Linked DNA regions of Mus musculus: all the other regions are linked to region 4. Evidence: chromatin contacts called from public Hi-C and HiChIP or PLAC-seq data. All regions are on one chromosome and are shown on one strand. Each heading gives the region's core, a stretch centred on a gene start, on an enhancer-like site or on the middle of the called end of the contact. The rest is flanking DNA. Distances are from core to core; before and after follow the strand shown.

Region 1 (2,700 bases), core at 184-2,683, 240 kb after region 4:
TATACAATATGAGTCTAACTTCAAAGATCTTAAAAGGTGGGAATATTCTTTAGGGGTTTTGGTAAGCCGAGAGTTTAAGAACTTTCGCGTGGCTACGTGAAAAAAGCAGAAGTCTGTAAAGAACGAGGAGGCCACATGACCAAATGAGAAAGGCGGGTCAGGCAGTCTAGGGAAGCCTTGAGATAGAAATGGCCAGGCCCGTGGCAGTACTCTACCTTTGTAAGACCACTGCCTCTTCAGCTGTCTAATGTATTTTAACGGACTTGAGAATGTGATGATAAAAATCACGAGTCTAGCTAAAGCTCCAAGGCTCTGTTTATATTTTAAGCCTCACACAGTTCCAGTTCCAGGGATGAGTGGCCAACAGTGATTTATGTTCCCATCTCCTCCTCAGGATCACATTTTGCTTTTTTGTTGTTGTTGTTGTCTAAACAAAACCTTCTTGGTTAGCATTGTGCCTGTGGCACAGGAGGCCTAACCCGGATGCCCAATGCTTGCCTGCCCACATTAGACCCTGTCAGGTTAAGACAGCATCTTCTATGAACCCTGGGTTTCATCTCTGGGCACGGTAGCTCAGTACTCAGTGATAAAGACAGGAGCATCAGAAGATCAAGGAAAGCTGTTGAGTGGCAGAGATGTTTGTCTGTACCTATTCCTAGACACAAGATAAAGGAATTTTGTGTCAAGAATTACCAAATTTCAGAGTATGAATTATGTATTTATTTTCATTCCTTTTCTTTCAGTTTTTATCACTCTGGTATATCTTACTGTCTTTCTTACATTATCTGTTGTTGTGTAACGATCAACGGTCAATGCACAGTGGTTTAAAGACCAGTGTCTGAGCTGGATTCTGTGGGTTGGTTGGCCTGGGGCAGACAATTCTCCGCATGACGACTGCTGGGCCATTCCTGTGGCTTGGGAGCTTGCCTGGGCTGGAGGTGCAAGATCGCGTTCCTTCTCAGAATAGCTCAGGCTGGAGATGTAGCTTGCCAAGCGTGCACGAACCCTGGGTTTCATCCCCGGTGCTATATAAACAGGGCATGGTAGCAGATGCCTCTCAGCTCGGTACTCAGCAGGTAAAGACAGGAGGGTCAGAGGCTCAAGGTTGGCTGGGGTAGGGATCCTGTTTGAAAAAAAGTGAGAGAATTAAACAACCATTCAATGGCTCAACTGTTGTTCCTTCTGAATTCCCATGTGATGCTATAGGAGATGAGGCACTTAGGACATAGTTAGGTTGTGGGGCCTCTGCTCTTCTTTATAAGGCACTGGGGACTCCTTTGTTATGTGGGTACACTGCAAGAAGGTGTTATTTAGGGAGCAGGGTGAGTCTTCGACAGTTATTAATCTTTTGGCCCCTCGGTCCTGGCCGTCCCAGCCTACACATCTGTGAGAGACACATTCTGCTGTGTACGCATCACCCAGACTCAGGGACTTCATTATAGCAGCAGGAACAGAACAAGATACAAGTGTATCTGGCAGCCAGCAGCGGTGGCCAGAAGGACTCACGGGCAGAGCCTCACCCATCCCTCCGCAACCACTTGGGAATGCGGTGTAAGCATTTCTGCATCATGGCTGCAACCCAAGAGAGTGAAAAAGGAAACTTCATGGTCTCCTGAGACTAGACTGGGGACTCAGGAAACGTCACACAATTGAGAGGACAGGTCTGAACTCAGAATAACCACACATCTTTGGGGAGTTTAGTGGCCACTGTGTTTGCTGATGGAGGGATCTTTGGTAAAGAGTTTATAAGCAAAACAAGACATGGGTGTGCATCTGTATTCAGCACTTTGGAGTAGGAAGATCATAAGTTCAAGTCCAACCTCAGCTACATGGCAAGTCTGCGGCGGGTCTGGGCTTCATGAAATCCTGTCCCCAAAATACTATGAACAAAATACACAGTGGTGTAAATGGTAGGAGCTGTCATATCAGATGTGACAAAATGGTGGGATTATTATTGAAGTGACTGATATTTGCATTAACAAGGTTCTGCACTAACTTGACAAGTGGATTTTGCATTGCACAGTGGTCAGCTGATAAGTTTTAGAATCCAGTGCGTGCCACCAGGATGCTATATGCAAAGAGTTTTTCCTCCTTTTTGTTTTGTAAACACATGATAGCTACCTGCTCTTTTATTCCGGTCAGGGAAACAGGTATGTAAACAGGGGGCTATAACACAAGAAGCGCGTCATAAGTGGAGGGCTTTAAATGCACAGTTTTGATGGCGATGCTAAAGTTTGAATGTACGTTGGTTTTCTCTAGACTATGGTTCTTAGCCAAGATGCTGAATCCCTAAGATCTAAAAGCCCCTTCAAGACCCTTAAAACTGTTTTGTGAAGCAGAGATCAAAGCTGTTATGAGGGCCGAGGAAAAGGCACGAAGGTGGGGACACATGCGAAGGGCGGATGATGGAGGAGGAAGCACCGGCTTGAACTGGAAGCCAGTTAGAGGTGGGGAGGTGGACATGGGGGAAGGAAACCCTGAGGGGACAGGAAAGAGTGCAGGAAAGACAGAATTCAAGCCTGACCAAATCCTACCTGCGGGCTCTGTGTGTGTGTGTGTGTGTGTGTGTGTGTGTGTGTGTGTGTGTGTGTATGGGGGGATGGGAGACGGTAGAAGTCACAGGAGTCAGAAGCTGTCCGAGACCACAGTTCCAGAACTGGGTTCCGTCCACGTTTCAGCTGAGAGCTTTGTGACAGACTC
Region 2 (2,700 bases), core at 159-2,658, 150 kb after region 4:
GCCGCAACGTTTGGGGCCAGGTGCGGGGGAGGGGAGACCAGGGCGCAAGGGTCCTGCGCAAGCAGTGGCCTTTTGTTCTCCCGCCCCACCGGACCAGGCTCTAGAGGAAGTAGCCTATCACTGGCTCTTCATTCGGGAGAGAGCCTCCAGAGAGGGAGAGGAAAGTGAGTCACTGCCAGCATCATCCCACTAACCGGAACGGAGACAGGGGCCGAGCCCGTGGAGGTGCAGCCAACGTGCACCTGTTTACCGCGCTGGGGAGCCGGTCTCCGAGGCTCCGCTGCCGGCCAGTCCCAAGATGCAGACTGATTCACTCCTCGGTGTACCTTATGCCCCTTACATCGCATGCTTGGTTCCTAATTCGCGAAAGTGACACCAGATCTGGTGGCACACTCCATCACCATAAAACCAGGTCTACAAAGTAAGGTACTGTACGCCACGGCGGTATCTGGAGTCCCTGCGTTCAGGGAAGGGCACCGGACTCCTGCCTTCTAGAAAGGCGCCGCGACGCTCTGCCCGTGTCCACGAGACATGGAGGCTGTCTGAGTTACCTCCTTCCCTTCCTGTTCAAACTCCCCTTCCCTCCAAGTCGCCGCTCCCTCTGCCCTCCAAAAGCACCTTACCTCGAGAAATAAAGGGAAAGGCGCCACCAAAGTGTCCGCCCTTCCAGGCCGTCCCCGGCAGTTAGATGTCCTTTTTTGTGTCAAGGACTAGCTAGGGAAAGGTGGCCCCAGGTCTGTAAGACTGGGCGGGGAGGATCCGCGTGGCGGGTTTCGGAGGAAGGTAAAAGGCCGGGTTACCGGCGACCTTCAGGAAGAGTGGCGTGGCCACAGCTCTCCTCCTCCTCCTCCTTTTCCACCACCACCTCCTCCTCCTCCTCCTCCTCCTCCTCCTCCTCCTCCTCCTCCTCCTCCTCCTCCTCCTCCTCCTCCCAGGGCTGGTTGCATCAGTTTCCCCCCACCCACACTCTGCCCGCCAGCACTTACATTCACACGCCCGGCGCGGAGGGGCTCCAACCTGACTCATTGGCTCCTGCGAGGCGCGTCGCCCTTTCTCTTCGGCAGTTTGGGGACGGGAGCGCGGCCTTTCAGACCATCATCCCTCCATGCCCGCGCGCCGGCGGAGTTGAGCTGTGTGCGGTAGAGCAGTGCGGGTCACATGCCGCTGGTCGCCGCGCCTTCTTGCTCCTCTTCCCCCCTGGGCTACCAGACCGCAAGGCGACCGCGGCTGGCGGACACCGAGCATCCAGGAAGGGCAGTGCGAGCGGATGCGCGAACAACGCGCTGGTGGTACCCGAGCATACGGAGGCTGCGGGCCTCCCGGCACCTGCCTGCGCCCTCCCGGGGCCTCAGCTGGGGCCACAGCTGCCGCACCCGCACCCTCGGGGTTGGAGGTGGAGCGGCTCACTCGCCCAGGCGGTGGCAGGGGGCCGTCTCTTGGGGTACGCCAGGGCCTCACCGAACGGAGTTGCATTGTGGGAAGGGAGCAGCGTGAGGGTAGCCCCGCGACCCAGGGGCGGTGGTGGACTACGGGACGCGCGGGGACACCTTTGGAAACCTGGACACCTACAGTCCCGCCCCCCCCCCCCCCAGAGCAGCTCTGGGGACCCCTTGGGACTCAGAGTGTGACAATAACCCAAGGGGTCTGCACCAATAGCCCTGCTGCCCCGGCCACGTGACTCTACCCTTGCTGGGCCTGGAAAAAGGAACAGGCTGAAAGCCATATCCGCCTCGGGTTACTTCTCCTGCCCCACTCTTTGTCTGAAGTGCAGCCCCTTAACTGACTGGCTGGCACAGTCGCTTCTCCTTAAAATGGCGACAGGAAATCCCACCTACACACCAGCCAATGAGACCACCACCACCACGGAGTCTGCCGCGTGGAAGCCTGAGTCCCTCTCATCCGGATGGCTCCTGTTTTGGGTCCGGCCGGAGATTCATCAGCCTGACCACTAATAAATTTTAACCAAGAGGATTTTATTCAGACACTGACGCCGAGATGGAATTCCGAATGTAGCACCCAGACACCTCAGCCAAGGGTTTACAAAGGCAAAGAATACAAAGCTTCAATCTGTTCTCTTGCAAGCTTGTTTACAGAAGCAGAACCAGCAGTTAAAAAAAAAACCATAATAATAATAATAATAAAGATTAACCCCTAGTAGCGCTTAACATTTGGAGGTCGAAATTTGCTTTAAGCACAGAGATTTTTAAACATAAAGTTAGCCATCAACATGTTAGCCATCACTGTTCCATCAAAACAAGAAATGGCGGTTGAATCATGATTCAAAAATGACTCTACCTGGAGCCTTTCAAGAGGCTGAGTAATGAATGCTGTTTTGCGGTGCTTACAGATTTTCAGTCTCCTCTGGGAAAGTGGGGGGCCAACCAAGATTTAAGCTTTTTAGTGGCTGGTATTCTTGCTCCCTTCCAATGGCCGTAAATGGTCGTGGTGAGTTAAACACTGGCTTCCAAAGAAACAAGTGGGAGGTGTGTTCTTGAACATGCCTGGAAACCGGAAGGTCACTGCAATCAGAAGGGCAGTTTCTTCCTCAAACACAGCATCTCCCCCCACCCCCCACCCCATTTTTTTTTTGTCCTGTTGCTCCTTCTTTGTGTGAAAAACTTATGTATTATAGTAACACTCTAAGTTTACACCGAAAGTCCATTCTTTTTACCTTTCTTCCTAGAGGAAGTCAAAATTTAC
Region 3 (2,700 bases), core at 95-2,594, 220 kb after region 4:
ATTCAGATTTACAGACATTTTAGTATAAATGTTTACTGCTATTGAGACTTTCAAGGGATCTAGTACCAATCGTTTCTGTCTCCTCTCTAAAAAATGAGGAATGGCTGATTTTTTTTCTTTTTGTCATGCTTCACTGCCATTTCCTCTGGAGTCCATTTTGCTAGGTACAAGAAAGAATGACAGCAAAGAGAAAGTGTTCATGGACCTAGATCTTCCACCAACACCTGCTAATCAGCAGTAACAGGGTTGAAAAGTCCACATGCCCACGGGTTGACAGAATGCTCACACTTGGAACGAAAAGCTAATCGAGAAAACAAGGAGCCAGCGCAGTTATAGAGGTCTAGGTTTTGAATACTGTGCTACATCCGATTGCTTTAAAAACAATAAAGACTCAGATCATTACAATTCTCCAAAATCTGTTTTTAAAAACGGGTTACCCGTATTTTTGTTCAGAGGAAAAGGCAAAGATTTATCAATATATTGTGCCTACTTTTGGGCCTCGATGACCTTCTTGGCCTTCAGTCAGTTTCGTGTTCTTTCTTCACCCAAGGCGAAGAAATAAAGATTTATTAACATACCTGCAATTCTGGTTCTCAAGTGGGTTGTGGGGGCTTCTATGGGCTTGGTTCTGAGATTACTCACAGAAACTCCCACTGTTTTGGCTGAAATCTTTGGCACAACGTGGTCTCATGTAGATGTCTGCATCCGGTTTCCAGTAAAAACCTCTCTGAGGACAAGTGGAGAGCTAACACCCCTCTATTCGCCTCCACATTAGGCAACACTCACCCGACTGAACCAACCCGTGGCTAAAATGGCTAAATTTGTTTTCTTGAGGAGAACCACGCACACATGACACACCCCTTTACAGCCAAAGAATGTCATGGTCGGTGTGGCCATTTGTCACCTCTGGGTGAGGTCAAACTCCTTACAATTGCTGCCTCAGGGGTAAATTCCGTGAGGCATATTTCTGGATGGGGGGGAAAATGAATATTATTTATTTTCCTGGGGTGGGTGGGTGGTGGTGATCCAGATCGGGCTTTGTCTAGGCGACCGTCGGTCCCCTCAGCATCCCACCCCAACCACTCCTCCCTCCATCCAGCTCCATCCAGAAGACGTGGGACCCGTGTGGAGCTGAGGTGACGAGGTTGAGGCCGCGGCGCCCCGCAGACGAAGGCTGAGGCGCCAGGGCGCCGCTGCTCGCCTCTCAGGATGCCAGGCGGCCACACATGAGTTGGCCTCGCAGGCACCCCGGGCCAGCGGTGGCAGCTCCGGAAGTCATGGCCGAGGGGTACGCGGCGCTTTCCCCCTGGGGAGGGCGGGGCTTACGCAGCGGTTTCCCCAGGGAGGGCGGGGCTTGCGCAGAAGCGCGGGGCGGAGGCGGGGCTGCTCCCCAGGGGCGGGAGGAACCCGCGCAGAAGCAACGGGCGGGAAGGGGGCGTGGCCTACTCCGCGCAGCCTCAGTAGGTCTCCTGAAATTTTTCCACTGAGGCTGCGGGCGCGGAGGCCCCGCGAGGCGCGGGCAGCTCGTGCGCAGACCACTTCTGCGCAGACCGCTTCTGCTCGTCCAGAGCCCACGTGATGGCGACTCACTGGGTTCCGCCTTCTTTTGGTGCGCGTGGCGGGGAGGGATGGAAGGGACAGGGAGCCGCGGTGGGGAGCCAGTGACTGGGGAAACCTAGAGAGTCGTGATCATCAGGGGTAATCCTCCGCTCGGGGAGGCCGCGGGGGAGCGAGGCCGCTGCAGCATGTGCACGTGCCCGCGCCTGGGGCCGAGCCCGCACCCCGGCGAGCAGGGACTCCCCAGCTCGTGGGTTGTCTTGCTAAATCCCCAGACCCACGAGGAAAGTCCCCGAAGCTTTGCGCGGTGCTTCCACATGGCTCCCAGTGAGCCTTTGAAAGTGGCTTTCAGAGTTGTTCTCCTGCTCCTTTGTCGAGAAGACGTTACGTAGACATTCCGCCCTCATCTTGGCCCTAGGGAGGAAGCGGGTTTTTTTGTTTTTTGTTTTTTTTTTACAGAAATGCTGCGATCGTTTAGTCTCGTGGCATTTTAGATTCTTTCTAGTAATTGTGTGTGTGTGTTTATCTTTTGAGTCATTCTATCAAAGTCTAGGAAGGAGAAAAAAACCGACAGGGAAATAAACACAAAGACAACATACTCGCCTCTGAGTTAGGAAATTACAACTTTTCTTTACCTGCTGACTTTTTCCTGGGAAGAAATCTTCGAGGTGAATATAATGTTGAGTTCAGATTTCTCCACAGCCCTGCCCGGGGCCCTTTTCTCTCCTAAAGTGGAGCAAAGGTCAGAATGGCGAAAGCTACTGAACCTGGTGGATACCTCCTCCCCCCACGTTTGTTCTACCTTCACAACTATGCGTTTTACTTTTGACTTGTGTTTTTAAAATTTTCCTGGAATTAGAAGCATTGTAATTAATGAGTCTAGATAATACTTAGCTCTCAGAATAGATGCTATTTCGAATTCCTTATTGTTTAACACCCCTCCCCCCACTCTTGAGTCAAGGTTCTACATAGGTTCAGGCTACCTTTGAATTTTCTAAATAGCCTTGGTCGATCTTAAACTCCTGATCTCCGACTTTCACCTTCCAAGATGTGTTCCAGATGTGCCACGCAGCTCTCAGGCTTTCCAATCCCTTGTACATATGCATATTTAATTCATTAGCTCTGTGAGGTAGGGGCCGCTTA
Region 4 (2,700 bases), core at 6-2,505:
GGGCCACTCAGCGAGACCTTATCATAAGCATAAAGCATAAAAGAAAGAGCCTCGTTGAGCAATGGAACGGCTGCGTCGTATAACCATGCGCCTCTAACCCAGTTCTTGGTAACAGGCAGAGACTTTCTACCCCCTGCATCTTTATATGATAACAGTTATTTCCCTCGAGGCCAACACCGGTGGCAAAGAAGAGATGGGAAATGCCAGCGGGACCTTGCCTGTTTCAAGAGCTTGCTTCTAGCCAGTACTCCAGGCGAGGATAACAGATCATGCCTGGCAGCCTGGTGGGTTCCAGGACAGCCGGAGCTACACCGAGAAACCCTGTCCCAAATGAAACACAAAACACAAATCAAAAACGAACAAACCCAGCCGTTCTCCTGCGTGTGCCCACGGAATATAACGTAAACATATTGGAACACAGCTGTGCAAAGCTGACCTTGCTTGTCTCTTTTCTGCCCCTTCCTGTTTTTAGTATTTATTGATTTGCTTGCTTGTGTGTGGAACGCACGCTGTGGTGCGTACGTGGAACTCAGAAAACAACTTACAGGAGTGAGCTCTTTCCTCCTTTTATGGGTTCTGGAGGTTTGTCTCTCTGCCTGTCGGGCTTGGCCACAAGGACCTTTACCCACTGAGCCATTCTCCCTTTCTAGAAATTGTGCTTTTCATATTAGAACAGTGAAACTGAGTCTCAGGGCCAGGACTTAGAAAAATTAAAAACCAGGTACTCTAAATAAAAATAAATAAATAAATAAATAAATAAATCTGCCAAACAATTCTGCCTGAAGACAGTTGCTTATTGACCAATGCAAAGGAAATCCACACCCTCTCCAACATCCACAAGCTGCTACAAATTAACGAGAAAAAAAAAAAAAAAAGGAGGAGACCCTGGGGAGCCAAGTGCCATTTTGCAGAAATGATGAGCTCAGGAAACAGTTCTGGCCCCAAATCCCGTGGGAAACAAAGCAGGGCCAGTTGTGTCCTGAGGCTCTTAGACCCTGAGCCACACCCACTCGCTGGCTCTCTCACTCCCACTGTTTGCCTGCAGGGCTCTGGAAGACTCATCCCTGCCACCCCCTGATCACGAGAGTAAAAGTCGGTTTTCCAGTTGCTCAATTATGTAGTAGCTCAGCTGCTGTTTGGAGATTTTTATGGAATATTTTCTAAATATTTTACGAGCAGCCAGAGGCTATTGGTATTTGGCACCTTCCAGACAGTTCCAGAACGAAGTTTAAAGCGCAGTGTGTGAAGGCAAAAAAAGGTCCTTGTTGCGGAAGCAAGCATTGCACACCCTGGATAATTTAGACGTCTTTTAAACAGGCTGCTTATCCAACCGCGGGTTTTGAATTTAGATAGAGTTCCTTGAATAGAGCGATACAACGATGCCATTTCCCCCTCTGATGAGCTTCTGCTCTCAGAGTCTGATGTAGAGCCTGAGTTTTGATATGCACCTTAGATTTTCGTGAGTTTGCATTTTAAAAGATATATCTAGTCGTAATTAATGTGTATAAGTGTTTTGTCCACGTGTGTGTCTGTGTGGGACTTGCATACAGTGCCCCCGGAGGCCAGAGGAAGGTATCGTATCCTCTGGACGGAGCCCTCTATGGATGGCTGTGAGCTCTGTGGTAGTGGGAACTGAACTGTCATCCTATGCTAGGAGAGCCAGTGCTCCTGACCACTCCCCATCTCCCCAACCCCTAGCTTGCATTGCTTCAAAAAACCGTCAGTGTGGTAGTAATAATTTTTTTTAGCAATAATAATTTGGATATTACTTTCCAAATTCCCTCTACTGTTGTGTTTTATAAAAAGAGAAGGAGAGAAGGAATGTTTGGTGTGGGGGAAGGGAGTGCCTCTGTGGGCCCATACTGAGACATCCCTTCTCTGTGAGGGACTAGACATGACTTTATAGTATAGAAGAGAGTTTATTCAGGGCACAGGGAGGGGAGGACAGAGGAGAGGGAGGGGGAGGGGAGGGGAGGGGAGGGGAGGGGAGGGGAGGGGAGGGGAGGGAGAGGAGTCCTCCTCCTCCTCCAGTGATCCTGTAAATTCAGACCTCAGAGCAGCCAGGAGTACCCGTGAGACCACAGCACCTGAGTCAAAGAATTTCACCAGTCACAGCAAGGTTCTCTAGCACTGACTAGTCACAGTGCTAGAGACTCCACCCCCACATCCTTAGCTCCACCCCCACTAATAAGGACTTTTTTTTTTTACATTCTGTATCTAGTGTTTTGTTTATCACTCCTAAACTGTTAGCATGCTGTCATAGTGTCTGATATAATTGTGTGTTTATTCAGCTCCTGGAGAGATAAGAAGGTTCTCATTACTCCCCTCTGGTTTTTAATGTATTTTCACCATTTTATATTTCTCGAATTAGTATTGCACGCAGTCGGTGACCGTTGTGGTTACCTAGATGTTTAACAATTTGTTTTTAATGGTACCATGATTTCCACCTCACCCTTTTGGGTTCCATCCACTAGCTCTTTAGCAAAATCTTTTCCCCCCAATTTTTTATTAGGTATTTTCTTCATTTACATTTCAAATGCTATCCCAAAAGTCCCCTATACCCCCTCCCCTACCCACTCACTCCCACTTCTTGGCCCTGGTGTTCCCCTGTGCTGGGGCATATAAAGTTTGCAAGACCAAGGGCCTCTCCTCCCACTGATGGCCGACTAGGCCATCTTCTGCTACATATGCAGCTAGAGA
Region 5 (2,700 bases), core at 39-2,538, 180 kb after region 4:
TAAGGGGTCATGAGTTTCACAGGGTCAAGAACTCCACAGGTAGATAAGGTGGTAGACTGAACCACCAACCAAAGAACATACACAGGCTGGTCCTAGGCCTCCCTGCTCATATGTAGCTTGGCCTTCATGCTGGTTCTGAAAAACTGGAGTGAGGGCTATCCCAAAAGCTGTTGCCTGTACGTGGGATATGTTCTACTAGCTGGGCTGCCTTGTCTGGCCTCAGCAGGAGAAGATGCGCCTATTCTCATAAGAGACTTGTTGTGCCAGGGTGAGAGATACCCAGGGGGGCCTCCATCTGCTCAGAGGAGAAGGCAGGAGGGAGGAAGGATTGTGGGAGGAGGTGACCAGGAGGGGGCAGGGAGTGGGATGTAAAGTGAATAAACAACAACAACAACAATAATTCAAATATATATGTATATCTAATAATAATTTAAATAATTAAAATATATGTAAATATATATGTAAATGTATATATATGTATTTCATATATATATGAAAATGGACACAGTTTCTTTTTCATCTATACAAAGGAATGTTATACAACTGTGAAGAAAACTAAAGTCATGAAATTTGCAAGACATCAGATGCAACTGTAAAACATTACATTCCAGGAAACAAGCAGACTCAGACAAATACAACATAATGTCTCTTGTATGTAGGACCTGAATTTTTTATAATATATATGCACATGTATGTATATAAGTGAGTGTATTCATTTATGTGTGTGCATTATTAAACTAAATGGGATCATGGGAAGAAAGGAAGGAGAAACATGACAGTAATAAAATACAAATGATAGGAAAGAATAGGAAAGTATTGGGGGGGGAGGAAGGGAACTAAGGACACAATGGATAATGTGTTACAAAGTCACTATGAAGCTCGTTACTTTGTATGTTAACTTAAAACAGTAACTCTACACACCATTTAGGGGAAGCCTGTCTTTGCTACTTACAGAGCAAAGCCCCAAGGGTTGTTACGTGGGGTTAGGAAGCACTGCCCCCTAGAGGTCATCTACATGATCTAAGCAGACTGGTTTCTTATACAATAGAAAGTGGAGAGTTCTTGGAAGATGCCGAATGTATTTTCTGACTTGTGGAGATCCAAGAATTCAGTTGGAATGCACTCAATAATTAGTCATGTAAAAGGGTCTTACATTTGAGATGAATCCAACCTGAAAACTTCCTTCCTGAGTTCTAGTTTTCCTTGGTACCAGAAAACACTGTGCAAATTGCTAAGGGTGGAAAGAAATGAATAGTCCTACCAGCTGCAACCTCTATGAACCACACAATGAACGGCAGAATGAGACACCTGTAAAGGCACCATCGTGGCGCTTAAATGTCGGTGGTAACCAAGAGCTGTCTAACTGAACTTAATGCCTTCTTAACGGGAAGCAAATCATGTGATACTGAAAACCTAGCCAGTTTCCCAGAGCTAGTAAGGTCATGGACATTAGGGGAAAAAACCCCTACTATTGCCATTTTGCTAGACAGAGGTACATAATTCCTTAAAACATCGTAAATCCTATCATTATACCACAGATACAATGTAACCATCAGCCCTCATCAGTAAAGCCTCTCCTCACAGCAAATGGAGAGTATCCCAGAAAACTGCAACTGGATACAAAGTAGCCCCAACAGAAAATCTACATTGCAGCTCCTGCATCTATGGCAAAGGAAACATCGAAGAAGAATGTATGAGCCAGAACTCCATAGTCGGCTGTGAAACAGTCTCACCTAGAAGGATTGTACAAACAAAACCAGAACAGCGGCATTATCGATGGACCTGGACAGGGACGTTTCACAGGGTGCCCCCTAGCGGAGAATTACAGGAACAAGAAAGGCTGAGAAAGACAGAATTAGCCTCTCAGGGAAGAGTGCCCTAATTGGTTGTCTAGTACAGAGTGAACATCACTGGCAAACAACATAAACGGACACAACAGGTTATTTCTATATATTTATGTATACATATACACATATGTGCATGTGTGTAACAATAATAAAGAGAAAGAGAAAAGAAGCTAGCGATTTGAGAGTGGGAGGGACATAGGAGGGGGTTAGAGGAAGGCAAAGGAAGGGGAGAAAGTGATGTAATGTTATTTTAATCGAAAAAAATATATAAAGAAGTAGAAAAACCAGATTCTCCAATCTGCAAAAAGGTTTAACGGTAAAAGAGAGAGTCTCTCATAAAAAGAAAAAGAAAGGAAGTTTGAAGAAAATTTCTCTTTGATTAGAGATGTAATCTAGTGAGAGGTTCAAGAGTGGAAGAAGCCAGCATTTTCCTGGATTATTAAGATGCCGCTAGTGGAGTAGAAGCCCTTGATGGTGTGGGGCAGGACTCATCTGTGGCAGCCTTTTCCTACAAGAGCTCCTTGGAAGAGCAGGTGTGCCCAGCCTACTGAGAGTGAGGAGATGACCTAGAGCAGGGGGTGCTCAGTGGGCAGCAGAGTGATGGCTTTGGTGGACCAGGAATGGCTGAGGTGATAGCCAGGGAGGTGAGGAAGCTCTTCTGGGGCACCACTTACAACATGGGGGCCAGCGGGTTAGCCTCTTCCACCCCCTCCCTAACCCCTCCCAACCGTCTTCCTTTGGATTGCTCCTCCCAGATGATCTGTGGTCATGGGAACCAGAATTCTCTGTAACACAGCACCACCAGCCTTTAGGAAGAAGGTTCTGGAGAGGAGAGATGAGACTAGGAAGCACC

Evidence for each region. HiChIP or PLAC-seq counts read pairs in DNA pulled down with a chosen protein or histone mark. Hi-C and Micro-C count contacts between places; a contact is called where the count stands out from the background.
Region 1: a contact with region 4 is called in a CTCF HiChIP or PLAC-seq map of the NIH/3T3 cell line, with 7 read pairs. The contact joins two enhancer-like sites. A contact is called at or near these places in 1 of 15 datasets of contacts at CTCF or cohesin (the NIH/3T3 cell line), 1 of 484 Hi-C or Micro-C datasets (nephron progenitors), 1 of 115 datasets of contacts at active chromatin or transcription factors (embryonic stem cells) and 1 of 9 other capture datasets (embryonic stem cells).
Region 2: a contact with region 4 is called in an H3K4me3 HiChIP or PLAC-seq map of embryonic stem cells, with 29 read pairs. The contact joins the promoter of Slc38a1 here to the enhancer-like site in region 4. A contact is called at or near these places in 1 of 39 promoter capture datasets (embryonic stem cells), 3 of 484 Hi-C or Micro-C datasets (the N1E-115 cell line, embryonic stem cells and uterus), 11 of 115 datasets of contacts at active chromatin or transcription factors (the SCID.adh cell line, bone marrow-derived macrophages, cardiomyocytes and 5 more) and 2 of 9 other capture datasets (adipose tissue and liver).
Region 3: a contact with region 4 is called in an H3K27ac HiChIP or PLAC-seq map of embryonic stem cells, with 16 read pairs. The contact joins two enhancer-like sites. A contact is called at or near these places in 3 of 39 promoter capture datasets (the 3T3-L1 cell line, the C10 cell line and the HPC-7 cell line), 1 of 484 Hi-C or Micro-C datasets (nephron progenitors), 7 of 115 datasets of contacts at active chromatin or transcription factors (the 230-238 cell line, embryonic limb bud, embryonic stem cells and 3 more) and 1 of 9 other capture datasets (pancreatic islet).
Region 5: a contact with region 4 is called in a Hi-C map of the N1E-115 cell line, with 9 times the contacts expected there. The contact joins two enhancer-like sites. A contact is called at or near these places in 12 of 39 promoter capture datasets (the C10 cell line, the HPC-7 cell line, HPC-7-derived erythroid cells and 8 more), 4 of 15 datasets of contacts at CTCF or cohesin (the G1E-ER4 cell line, embryonic stem cells and pro-B cells), 31 of 484 Hi-C or Micro-C datasets (the AML12 cell line, the G1E-ER4 cell line, LSK cells and 18 more), 10 of 115 datasets of contacts at active chromatin or transcription factors (astrocytes, embryonic stem cells, epiblast stem cells and 3 more) and 1 of 9 other capture datasets (embryonic stem cells).

What each region holds. Positions count from the first base shown.
Region 1 is chr15:96,729,153-96,731,852 of GRCm38.p6, forward strand. No RefSeq gene overlaps it. Among named protein-coding and RNA genes, the nearest start is that of Slc38a2, 31 kb to the left of the region's middle. Within about 2 kb of position 1,434, at least 58 of the 459 cell types and tissues checked have an H3K27ac peak or open chromatin away from gene starts, as enhancers often do. A contact at or near this core is called in the NIH/3T3 cell line, where this site is marked.
Region 2 is chr15:96,641,505-96,644,204 of GRCm38.p6, forward strand. Slc38a1 (solute carrier family 38, member 1) reads right to left here and starts at 1,409. Exons shown (of 16, transcript NM_001166458.1): 1 at 987-1,409.
Region 3 is chr15:96,708,362-96,711,061 of GRCm38.p6, forward strand. No RefSeq gene overlaps it. Among named protein-coding and RNA genes, the nearest start is that of Slc38a2, 10 kb to the left of the region's middle. Within about 2 kb of position 1,345, at least 366 of the 459 cell types and tissues checked have an H3K27ac peak or open chromatin away from gene starts, as enhancers often do. A contact at or near this core is called in the 230-238 cell line and embryonic stem cells, where this site is marked.
Region 4 is chr15:96,488,111-96,490,810 of GRCm38.p6, forward strand. No RefSeq gene overlaps it. Among named protein-coding and RNA genes, the nearest start is that of Gm41392, 5.0 kb to the right of the region's middle. Within about 2 kb of position 1,256, at least 74 of the 459 cell types and tissues checked have an H3K27ac peak or open chromatin away from gene starts, as enhancers often do. A contact at or near this core is called in the 230-238 cell line, the N1E-115 cell line, the NIH/3T3 cell line and 4 more, where this site is marked.
Region 5 is chr15:96,665,088-96,667,787 of GRCm38.p6, forward strand. No RefSeq gene overlaps it. Among named protein-coding and RNA genes, the nearest start is that of Gm22045, 5.4 kb to the right of the region's middle. Within about 2 kb of position 1,289, at least 37 of the 459 cell types and tissues checked have an H3K27ac peak or open chromatin away from gene starts, as enhancers often do. A contact at or near this core is called in the N1E-115 cell line, where this site is marked.